Regions from separate parts of the Hordeum vulgare genome. Here all the other regions are linked to region 3. A link is a contact called in public Hi-C data. All regions are on one chromosome and are shown on one strand. The core of a region is the stretch at or near the end of the contact, and the rest is flanking DNA. Distances in the headings are between cores, read along the strand shown.

What was found. A called contact is a pair of places that touch in the nucleus more often than the background predicts.
Region 1: a Hi-C map of leaf shows a contact between it and region 3, with 2.7 times the contacts expected there. The contact joins the promoter of LOC123411492 here to the enhancer-like site in region 3. A contact is called at or near these places in 3 of 6 Hi-C or Micro-C datasets (leaf and seedling).
Region 2: a contact with region 3 is called in a Hi-C map of leaf, with 4 times the contacts expected there. The contact joins the promoter of LOC123438443 here to the enhancer-like site in region 3. A contact is called at or near these places in 3 of 6 Hi-C or Micro-C datasets (leaf and seedling).

The regions. Positions count from the first base shown.
Region 1 is chr1H:375,953,761-375,957,773 of MorexV3_pseudomolecules_assembly, forward strand. It overlaps LOC123411492, which reads right to left and starts at 2,430. Exons shown (of 1, transcript XM_045104453.1): 1 at 1,112-2,430. The coding sequence starts at 2,247. The coding sequence ends at 1,363.
Region 2 is chr1H:375,997,969-376,001,846 of MorexV3_pseudomolecules_assembly, forward strand. LOC123438443 (oxysterol-binding protein-related protein 1B-like) reads left to right here and starts at 1,586. Exons shown (of 10, transcript XM_045115778.1): 1 at 1,586-2,153; 2 at 3,383-3,736. The coding sequence starts at 1,818.
Region 3 is chr1H:375,681,146-375,685,557 of MorexV3_pseudomolecules_assembly, forward strand. No RefSeq gene overlaps it. Among protein-coding and RNA genes, the nearest start is that of LOC123438427, 55 kb to the left of the region's middle. Within about 2 kb of position 2,421, at least 1 of the 3 cell types and tissues checked has open chromatin away from gene starts, as enhancers often do. A contact at or near this core is called in leaf, where this site is marked.

The sequences.
Region 1 (4,013 bases), core at 1,180-3,679, 270 kb after region 3:
ATTATCCTCTTCTAATACCGGATAGGGGAGTTGTCCTTAACTGCTATAGTAGTAAAGTCTTTTTTTTATGTTTTTAGTAGTAGTAGTAGTAAAGTTAACATGTACTGTAGGCATTTACCATTTTGCCATACGAACTTGTTCCTATGCGTCTATCCAGGATTCCTACCTTTGTCTGCCCAATGATTCACACCGAGCGTGGTCCGGTGAGGCATGCGACTGCAGTGAGCTGGATTCGGTGCCTCAACAAGAGACACCGCAACATGCCATGCCAATTAACTCACGCCCTGACCCCCCTACCGCCGGACGTGCAAGATCCAACAGCCAGGGGGTGAAATCTTGCAGGGCTATATTTTTTGCTGGTCCTATACTACATGCTAGCCAGAAGCACAATGGGAAAAATCACATCGGGATCGGTACTGCTCCGTAGCATATAAACACAGATGAGACGACATATGGCCGAACAAAGATAGATGAAGACCACCCACCAAACAACACAGACCAAACAATACAATCACCGTAAAAGAAAAAGGTGGTATTGTATGGTAGTACCACCTGGAATCAGCCAGTTCAGCGGTTGGCGTAACAGGGCATCTAGTGATACTGAAGTAGCAACAGAATTGACACTGAAACCTATGCTGCGAAACATCTCCAGAGGCAAGATCACCTGAAGACAACCATAAGAAGAATGTACTACCCGCTCCTGACATGCGTGATCACGAGCCAAGAACGCGACATAGCAAGCAGCCAAGCATGGCGATTTTGGCAATGGGATGGATACGGGCAGGCAGCAAGGGACCAAAGACGACAGACGTTTTCTTCTTCCTCCAAGGACCAGACCACGAGCCCGTAAACTTTGCGCCAGGCCTCTGAAGATGTTGCCAACTTCCTCTTATATCCTACCTGACAAAAAACACATACGGATGCTAATAGCCTTCAAGCGGCGACAAATACTGCCTGGCAATGGCAAAGGGAGAGAGAGCTGTGCGACAAGAAAACTTTAAACCTAGGGCGACAAATCCCTGCCCCGGAAAAGAGGGAAAGACGCCACAAAAGATAAAATTTCAGAACGGAGTTCGTACATGCATGCAGAGAGTGATGTTTGAATCGACGGTGAAAAGTGAGACGGGCAAGAACATTTTTATACACCATTTCAAGATGAGATTCCACGCGAGCAAAAAGAAAAAAAGCAATCTTTTACTGTTTTACACAAGGGCTTGGGTCGACGATCTCTGTCAATTCTACGTACTGGCACAGTGGCAGCATCGCCTGCCGGCTCAGGAATGTTAAGCACGACACAAAAAGAGGATGGTAATTAGGTACGATGGGGTGGTTAATTTGGCGCGCGCGCGGGCGCGGGCGCGGCTAGACCTTGTAGATGATGAGGAAGCAGGGGAGCACGGCGCGGCTGTCGAGCACGACGAGCTCGCCGTTGCCCATGTCCACGGAGTCGTACTGCGAGGAGCGGTGCCGGAGCGCCTGCATGTCGTCGCCGTGCGCCTGCCGGACGCGGCCGGCGATGACGCGGCACACCAGCATGGCCCTGCGGCCCGCGCCGGGCGACGGCGCGGCTCTGGCGTGAGCGGCGCCGCTGCAGGCGAAGGTGCGCACCGCGGAGCCGGACGGGCCGAGCTGGCAGGTGGCGACGCCGGCAGAGAAGACGCCGCCCGCGCCCGCGCCCGCGGCCGGGCGGCACTGGAACCGCATCATCTCGTTGCCGTCGGCGCCGCACCGCGCGGCGGCGCCGTGCGCGCGTGCCGTCGCCCTGGCCTCCTCGAACCGCGTCACCGCCCGCGCGCCGCTGTGCACACGGAACATCGCCTCCACCTCCGGAGCGCCGCCAGCGGCGGCGGCGGCGGCCAGGTCCCACCCGGACGAGAAGATGAGCTCCACCACCTGCCGCGACGAGTGGCCCTCCGGAAGCTCCGCCATGGTCAGGAACGCCGAGCTCGCGGGCGCGGTCGCGGGCGACGGCATGAACGCGGCCGCCATCTGCTTGGGCTTCTTCTTGGGCCGCGGCCTCGCTGTCTCCTGCTGCCTCTCCCGCGGCCCGTCCGTCCGCCGCTCCCGGCGCGGCTTCTGCTGCTTCCACGCCTGCCGCGCGGACGCCACCGAGTCCCGCACGTCCGCCGCGGCGCCGCACGAGACGGGGAGAAGCGGCTGCGCCTTCTTGCTCGGGGACGGCGCGACGACGGCGTCCGCCACGCCGTACGACCTGCAGCTCAGGGACCGCACCCATGCCGTGGCCATTGTGACGGCCAACGCAATGCACAGCGAGCCAAGAACAGAGCGCGCGGTCGAGGGAAACCGGCGGCGGCCGAGCTCGCTCGTGGTTCGCTGGGCGTATGGAACGAGTGGTGGTGGCCTGGGCGCGGCTGGTTTGGCTTCGCTTGGCTCCGGGCGTTATTATGGCGGGCCGCCACTGGCTGGTGGCTGCGCCGTGGAGCGCCGTGTCACTGACATCACACCGCCCACCAGTCCCATCTCCACGAACCCACGCCACTCACATCAACCCATCGTCACTGAAACCTGGCCATCCCCGACAGCGGGACCCGCACACCAGCGAGAGGCGAGCAAGTTGGCGGCCCGACATGATTACCTCATGCTTACTCCTGGCTGTAGTAAGTACCGTACTACCTTTTTTTTCCATTTGAACCAACGTACTCTCGCCCTACTATACTGCGATTTGATTTTCTTATATGGAGACAATGTACCACTCGTACGTACTGCACTTTGTGCTGGGTCTTTTGAGCTGTGCCGGGCGTTCGATTTGCTTTGGTTTTTCCGTTTGCGTTTTTGAAATCTCATTATTTTCACCTGATTCGTGGCGATGGGTGGAGGCCGGGCCCAGCTCGTGTTCGCCTGCTCGGGCCAAGCGAGTGAGGGTGGGAGTGATCATTTGCATTTGGATTTTCCCACACTTTCTCGTTCGCTTCTTTTCCTGAAGCAGTGGCCGGTGGTGTGCTGCGTGCCCGCCTCTCTTTTCCACTTCTTTCTTTGGAGCTCTGTGGCACGCGCCGGCCCTGTTTTTCCTTCGTGCTTCTTCTGGTATGTGGGCATCTACGAAAGAAGCTTCCCTTTTTGCTATTTTTTGTTGACTGTCTCCTCTCCGTTACTGCTCGAACAGATGTTGGCAATGTACGAAAAGCGAAAAGTAGACAAGTATCCAAGACGATCTAGGGAACGTTGGAGTAATACTACTGGAGTACCATCCTTTTTTGAATTCGAAAAACGAGAGTAAACACTGCTGCCGATAAAACGGCCGCCATTAACTGCGCGTCGGGCCAAACCAAATCCCGCTTCAGAATTTACGGAAACCCTGAAGTTAGTTAGTAACGCCGGACAAGGTTCGCGAAATGTCGGCGGTTCGAGGGCTAGCTACTGCGTGCGGCGCGGATAAAATGATTTGGAAGTTAGCACGTGCGGAAGTTCACGAGCAGATTAGCGACAAATCTCCCAGGATTAGCATCCACGTTGCCTTGTTGGTCTACTAGCGACAGTATCTAGATTGTTAATTAGCTGACTAGGATTCTGTTAATCACGCTGCAATCCTGAATCGGGAATAAGAGAGATCTGTGTGTCCCTCCTCTCGAACTGGTTTCTCACTGACCAGCACGCAGCAGCTGCGACATCTCATTCCTCAACCACCTCTCGCCAACTGCAAATCCACTGCGAGTACATATATAAAGATTGAGCCGATAATGTAATCAATCGTGATGGGGTTTATTGAACTATAATTAATCAGTCGGCGGTTTTCTACTGATTAACTTCACTTGGACAGGAAGAGAAGAGAGACAGGAATCTCTAAACCTACGAAAGCCTATATAGAATGCACCTACTGCAAGAGCATGAATACAGTATACACATTGAACTTGCTTAATTATGTTCCTAAATAACAACGTGTTAATTGGTTCTGACGCGCGCCATGATTGCAGCAAGGCGGGACATGAGACACCGCGATCTAAGGTTGGCTACTTCGATGGGCCTATCTCCTGCGAGTACCCAAGCAAAGCTAC
Region 2 (3,878 bases), core at 336-2,835, 320 kb after region 3:
ACTTAAAATGTAAGCTTCATATATTCAAATATTGTTTATTCATTAAATTTCAATAAAACGTGTGTTACACGTGCAAGCTTAATACAATCTGATGAATGAGGAAATTCATTCGATTACACGTGCGTTGCACGTGCACTGTTCCTAGTTTACAAAGAGGTAATCTTTGATGGTTATAGGGGTATACAATGTACGAACCCGAGGATTTTTTTATCTCAACCGTGTCATGTTGTGTAAATGTTTTTTTAATAACCAATGTTTTTTGAAGGAAAGAATAGATGAATTGTTTTTTTTCCTGCTTTTCTTGTTTTTTCAAATATAGGTCTCCAAGAATAAACATATATTTTTTTATAATTTTGAAAACATTCTTAGAGTTTTGTAAACATATTTTAAATTTGAAAATTTGAACAGTTTTTAAACATAGAATTTATTCAAATTGTTGAACATTCTTAAGGAACACAATTTTGTTTATTTTTGATCATTTCGAAAAAAAATCAAATATATTTTTGAAATTTCCAAACAGTTTCCTTATAATGTGAATATTTTTTAAATTCCCTGAAACTATTGAAGAAAAAAATAACATGAGAAAATGAAACAAACCGGAACGGAACCTTCTGCAAGGTTCCCGACGCCAGTTAAAAACCGGACAAGAAGTTAATGTTCCAACACCGAACATTGGGCCGGTCCAGTTTCATCGACAAATATGATCCAGCTGCTGTGCGAGGCCAACCCTGTTTCCGAAGCCCAACGAGATAAACGCAGCGAATGATTTATTCAGCCAGCTAGCCCGCGACGGTGAGTCCGTCGGCCTATTCGAACGATGGAGCACGTTTTTTTCTTTCTTTCTTTGTTTTATAATTGAATCCGCGATCGTGGGCTATCTCGTGGATTCAGGTCTTGTCGGTGGTGCACGTGTGGCTGCGTTTAGTTTCCGGTTAGGCTGGTGCGGTTGCCATGTCGTCGATCCACCAGGTTGGAGCTAGCTACTGGTACTACAAGACATGGGGTACGAACGCCCATGCGCGTCGTTGGTCCGCGACAGGAGACGCATGCCGCTCCGGTCCGTCATCGTAGTCCTGCTGCTGCTGGAGGACGACTGTTGGTCCAAGGAAGGTTCGACCGATCGCGGAAACCAGCGAAGCATGGACCACTGCCAGTAGGCTAGCTGTAATTAGCAATAGGAGTATGTAGCTGAAGTTGCCAAAGATACACAGTATTCGGACTCCTGTTAGGCTGTTAAGCGTGGTTAGTGATGGAGAAAGCACATCAACATCTGCCACTACTACTACTACCATACCAAGCGAGCCGACTGTGGAACGCGCGCGATGACACGCGACCACCCAACGCAAGGCGCACGGTCACCCCTCGACCCACCGCAACACCACGAACACGATGCTCCCTCCGGTCGACTGGACTGGACTGGACCGGACCAACCAAAGCAGTGCCCAACCCCACACGCACCGGACACGCGTCTAGACCCGAGAGCGAGCCCGAGCCGGCAGGAGAGAGACACGAGGAGGAGGAGGAGGAGGAGGGAAGGATCGATCGCGCGCTCAAAGATGCCGCTCCAAAAGCGAAGCAGCAGAAGTGAGCGTTAAGCACAAGGCTCTCTGCGCCTGCGCCGGCCCGCGCGCATCAGGGTCTCCTCCCTCCCTCCCACCCCGCCTCAGCGCCTCTGCGCCTCTGCTCGCCACCACAACCGAATCCAATCGGCCCACCGCGTGGAGGCGCGCGGCTTGTATAGGCGGAGCGGCCAATAAACAAATCCGGATGGAGACGCCAAGGCCGTGAGAGGGGGGGGCGGACGGACGGAGGCGACGATGCGGGCCAGGGAGATGCACCCGCTCTGCTGCCTGGCCGCCGACTTCTGCCCCGGGGGCGGCGGCGCCGAGGACGACGAAGGGGGCTGCTCCCCGCCGACGCCGGCGGACGGGGCCGCGGTGGCCGGGGTGCTGTACAAGTGGACCAACATCGGCAGGGGCTGGCGCCCGCGCTGGTTCGCGATCCGCGGCGGCGTGCTCGCCTACTCGAAGATCCGCCGCCGCGTCGCGGCCGAGGAGGCCACGCTCGAGCCCGCCGCGGGCGCGGGCGTCAGGGTGATCGGCGGCGCGGACCGCGGCGCCGGGGAGCGGCCCATCGGATTCGTCCATCTCAAGGTCTCCTCCCATCTCCGCCCCCGCCGTTTCCCGCCCGCTATTCCACCATGATCCCATTGCTTACACTTGCATACATAGCTTCCACGCAGCTCGTACCACTAGCGAAACAGCGAGCGGTTCGTTCCTCAGGGCGCAACGCATTTCATCTGGCCGGCGATTCAACTATTCTCAGTTTCTCTAGCGATTTCGTAGGCCCCTTTTTTTTTCATCACCAAAACGAGCTGGTGCTGGTGCGCCCGACTGCTCGGTTTCCGCGTCGTTCGGATCGGAACAGTCGAGCTGTAAAGCGACCCCGTGCTCCCCGCGAGCGCGCATCGCCAGCCGCACATCGTCGCGATCTACGGCGAATATTTCCTCACGGCCGGGGCTATCTGTCGCTTGTGTCGGATAAAGAGAGAGAGAGATGCCTTGCTTGTATTGTAGCCGGCCTTTTGCTAGCCGCGGCGAGGGTCGGCTACTAGTGCGGAGTGTGAGAGAACAGTTTCTGCATCCGCGTGCTACAGAGGCCGACCTTGTCGCCGCGCGCTCTCAGGGGAGGAGGGGCCGACATCCGACTGGCCGGCCGGCGAGATGCTTTGATTCGCGGCACGCGGAAACCAGGCTCTCCCAGCTGTATTTTGTTCAAATGGCAGGGCACCGGCCCATCTGTATTTTGTACAAATGGCCGGGCTGATGGGTTGGCGCCTCGGTTTGTGTCGTATTAGATGGATGCCCGTGAGTTTGCTGGGAACGTGGGGTGGTACGGAGCATCTGTCCATACCCATTTAAAGGGGCTGGAAGCTTTTAAAGCATTGCCCTGTTTTCCTTCCCTGAGATGAGCGCGCTCTTGGCCTTGGTTGCTGCTTGAGTCAGCGTCCTTTATGTGAGCCTGTCCTTTTAGATGATAACTGATCAAGTTTTTATCTATAGATGCAACAGTGAGAAATGATATGGCATTACAGAGCTGGGAGGATTCAAAAGTCATTTGAGTATATGGCTTACTCTTCACTGCTCATTATTGGATTTTATTTACTTCATAGGAGATTGATCAAAATATTTTGTGTTCGAAGTGAAGTACTTGTTGTCGTTGGTCCATACGAACGTGTAATTGCCGCATGAGTATGTAAATAGCATGGCGCATCACTGTTTTTAACAATAATTTGTGTGCCTTGAATACAAGGGCTTATATTTTTGGTTTAAAATGCCAGCCCGGTTGCTAATTTTTTGCAATTCTTTTGAACTGTTTGTAGATTTCATCATTTAGCGAAAGTAAATCAGATGACAAGCGGTTCTATATCATTACCCCAACCAAGACACTTCAGCTGAGGACAGGTTGTGTTAAGGACCGTGTGGCTTGGATTGAAGCACTTGTTTCAGCGAGAAGTGAATATTCTCTTGGTGCTATTTTGCCAAGTGAACGGAATGGTGGATCATTCTCTACAGAAAAGCTAAGAGATCGCTTGCATGCTGAAGGTGTTGGTGCAGAAATTGTTAAAGACTGTGAGCAGATAGTTCATTCGGAATTTTCACAGTATCATGTACAGATGAAGCAGCGCTGTGAATCGTATTTAAGCTTTATTGGCAGTCTTCCACGGGAACTTGAGGTAATGCTTCTTGGAACCTGTGACTAGACTAGACAAATCATGCACTTTTTGGTAGGCTTTCTCTTTTACTTCAAGCAAATAACAGCGAAGGAACTGTATGGTCATACTGACCAACTTTAGTGACAAATGTACGTTAAGTACT
Region 3 (4,412 bases), core at 1,171-3,670:
GGTGTAATATATGGTTTGGTACGGATGCAACTTGCATAATATGTATGCACTATGGATGAAAGTTATTTTAATATGGTTATGAGTACGGAAAGAAATTTATTTATGTCATATATATATATATATATATATCCTGATTATTGTCAAAAATGTTGGATATAATAAGAAATAAATTAAAAAGGGGCTCGTTCCCCCCTTTGCCGTCTGCCCCTACATGGCAAAGGGGTGATGGCAGATGGCAAAGGGGAATGGAGAGGGGGCTGGTTCCCCCCTTTGCCGTCTGCCCCCGCATGGCAAAGGTGGGATGGCAGACGGCAAAGAGGGGAGAGAGAGGGGGCTGGTTCCCCCCCCTTTGCCGTCTTCCCCCCACATGGCAAAGGGAGGAACCAGCCCCAACTCTCTCCCCTCTTTGCCGTCAGCCCCCACATGGCAAAGGTGGGATGGCAGACGACAAAGAGGGGAGAGAGAGGGGGCTGGTTCCCCCCTTTGCCATCAGCCCCCACATGGCAAAGGTGGGATGGCAGACGGCAAAGAGAGGAGGCTTGCCGTTAACACTTAACGGGGCCGTTGGAGTATGTGTCGTCCCATTTAATTTGCCGTCTGCCCCCTCATGGCAAAGATTCTTTGTCGTCCTCTTTAAAAAAGCAGACGGCAAAGAACCTCTTCACCGGATTTTTTTTGCCGTCTACTTTGCCGTCTGCTGACTGACGGCAAAGCCTTTGCCGTCAGTGGTTCCCCCCTTTGCCGTCTACCATGGCACACGACAAATTTCTGAATTTCAGTAGTGTAAGGCACCAGAACAACAACCACCATCAATGAAGAGAAGTGTTATAAGAGGGACCCAGCCCGAAGACACACTAACATAGAGAGCGAAGACCGATGCGAGCGGATCCATCAAAGACAACCACCGTCTGAATCATGCGAGATCCGCCGGAGAAACACCTCCGCATGTTTATGTCGTGGCTCGGTTGCACACCACCATATAGCTTATGGTGCTCCCCTTATTTGGTTCTATGAGGGGCAAAGAGGCGAACGAATCCCAACTAAGTGACATGCGATTTTAGACAGGTTCAGTCCGCTGCAAAGTGTAAAACCATACGCCTTATTTGGTTGATTTCATGAGTGTGACGAACAAAGGTTACAAGACGTGGATTCGGTAGTTGAGGCTTGCTGGGACTCGAAAAGGCACGATAGTGTGTTGGGTTCGTCTAGCTTGTGACCAGCTAGCTCGGGTCGAAGTTGCTTCTTAGGTAGGTTTGAGCCTCCTTTTATAAGTCATAAGGGGTTCCCACGATCGTGGAGGGTACGATGGGCATGTGGCGATGATTTCATGTTCCCGGGGCAAACACATGTTCCATAGGTCGTCTTTCTTGACTTCGAGGCGTGCCACTCTATCACAGATCGGTAAGTGGCATGCATGTGAGGGATGGTATGGAGAGTGCCATCACGTATGCAACTTGGCCTTCAAGGAAGGTCACACATGCGTGCGAGATGGTTTTACCTACGACAAGTTGTCGCCGGCCTAGGCTGGCATAGACCCTGAGGGGGCCCATCAATGCGCCCGTCAGCGATTGTTCATTGGCGGGGCCTATGAAGCTTGTGAGAAGGCTACCCCTAGGACGGATGTTCCTAGGAGGGAACACCCGCTCGTGAAGATCTTGGCCTTTTATGATGTTGTTGGTGCTGATTTTCATAGGTTTTAAGAAATGTTAATAATGTATATTAAGAATGTTACACATGTAAGAATATATTTCATATGCAGACAAATATGTACAATATGTATGAAAATGGGATATCAAAACATATATTTGTAGAAATCTTGGTCACGTATTTCAAAAAATGTTAACCATGTATAAAAACTATTTTTGATATATACAGTTTATTTACAAAATGTGTATGAAAAATGTAGACACGTCTTAAATATTTTTGACATCTAAACAATATGTGAAAAAAGTTAACCATGTATTTAAAAAGTTAAACATATATATAAAAATATCTCTGGTGTGTTTGGAAAATTTGCAACATGTATGAAAAAATCAACACTAATAATATTTTAAATAAAATGTTAATCATTTATTTTGAAAATTTTAAGCATGTGAAAAAAATGTCCCTGATGTATAATAAAATTGTACATTATGCATGATAGAAGCAGACATGTGTTGATTTTTTATTAAAATTGAAAAATAAAAAACCCAATGAAAACTGGAAAGGAAAAAAGAAACCAAAGAAATACGACAAAAGAACAAAGTAAGCAAAACAAATCAAGAAACAATGAATGAAACAGGAAAAGATAAAAGAAACCCAAAAAACAAGAAAAAACGGGCTGCAAAACTGTGCGAAAGAAAAAAGGGCTATAGTGTTGGGCAGGCCCGCTATTTTTGTCATTTAACGAGAATCTGTAAGGGCAAGAAATAGTGGAATATCGTATTCGCTGCTCTGTTCAAAGCGGGAGCTATTTTAAATGGGCTGCCCCATTTAGCAGGTTGCAGCGTTTTAGATTTGGGTGTTTTCTAGAGGTTCAAGCTGATTTTTTTCGATTTTGAGAAACTTATAGAAGGTTCCCTTTACCAGTTTTTTTTTCTTTTCTGTTTTTTTTCCTTTTCAGTTTCTGTTTCAAACTATGTTTTTGGATTTTCAAGAAATGTTCAGTATTTTCAAAAAATATTCTTGATTTTCAGTAAATGTTCTGTATTTTCAATAAATTGTTCTCGTTTTCAAAATTTGCTCTTAAGGTTCAAACTTGCTCTCGGTTTCAAAATTCGTTCTTAAGGTTCAAATAATATTCGAGCTTTAAAAAATTGTTCGGGTTTTTTTCAAAAAAATCTTCATTACAAATTTTGTTCTCAAGATTTTAAAATATGTTCATATTTAAAAAAAATCGTGCTTCCAAATTTATTCAGGATTTTTCAAAATTGTTCTTGGTTTCCAAATTTGTTTTCAAGATTAAAAACATGTTTGCACTTTAAAAATTTATTCACTCCTTCAATTTATTCTCCATTTGAAAATTATGTTCTTAAGATTCAAAAAAAATGTTCGTTGTTTAATTATTTTTTCGTGCTTCCAAATTTGTTCAGGGTTTTTGAAAACTGTTCTTTGTTCAAAATTTTGTTCTCAAGATTCAATGAATGTTCAGGTTTTAAAATTTTATTCGCGCTTTGAAATTTGTTCAGGAGTTTTCAAAATTATTCTGGGTTCCAAAATGTGTTTTCAAGATTCAAAAAATGTTCGTGCTGTAAATATTTGTTTGCGCTTTCAAATTTGTTTGGGGTTTTTTAAAATTGTTCTCCATTTCGAAATTCTGTTCTCAAGATTCAAGAAATGTTCGTGCTTTAATAAATTGTTCGTATTTTAGAATTTATCCATATTTTTTAAAAAAAATCTCGGTTTTCAAATTTGTTCTATTTTTTTTAAATCGTGCTATTAAAATTTGTTCGGGGTTTTCTAAAACTGTTCCCTGTTTCAAAATTCTGTTCTCAATATTCAAATATTGTTCGTGCTTTAAAAAATTGTTCGCACTTCTGAATTTGTTCTAGATTTTTCAAAATTGTTCTCGGTTTTAAAATTTATTCTCAAAATTTTGAAAAATGTTCAATCTTTAAAATTTGATTGCGCTGTCAAATTATTTGGTTTTTTAAAATTGTTCATCAAAATTCTGTTCTCAAGATCCAAAAAATGTTCGTGCTTTGAGAAAATGTTTGCCCTTTTAAATTTGTTCATAGTTTTTCAAAAAAGTTCTCTGTTTTAAATTTTGTTATAAGATTTAGAAAAATGTTCGTCCTTTGAAATTGGGTTCTGTTTTAAAAAATGTTCATTTTTTAAAAAATAATGGGAAATTCAATATTTGTTCGTTTTCATAAAAAACGAAAAATAAAAAAGAGAAAAAACGAAACAAAAAATAAAAATAAAACAGAAAAAAAAGAAACAGAAAAAAAACCCTGAGCCGACCCAGTGGGACGACCAGACTGTGCCTCCGAGGGCCCTGCCGCAGAATACGGCACGGAGCTCCCAGAAATAGCACCTACAGAGAGCATGGAAGGTGTCCTCTCGCTCCAATCCACAGATCACACAGGTATCCGTCACCCCTATATTCCGGCGTTTCAGATTAGAAGCAGTAGCCAGGGAGTTCGTGGCCACCCGCCAAGCAAATACTCTCACCTTCGGGGGGGCCTGGCATCCCCACAGTGGATGCCAAATGGACCGTGTACCATCAGGTACCCTACTCGACGACGACATAGATGATCTGTATTTTTCATCATGAGCAAGGTGATAGGCTGATCGTACCGAGAACACCCCTCTAGGGTCTGGAGCCCATGCAAGGACATCATCCACCAGCCGATTTGGAGAGGCTTTGATCGCACAGATAGCATGGACATCTACTGGTGCGAAGTAGCAATTGAGGCTCTCCATGTTCCATC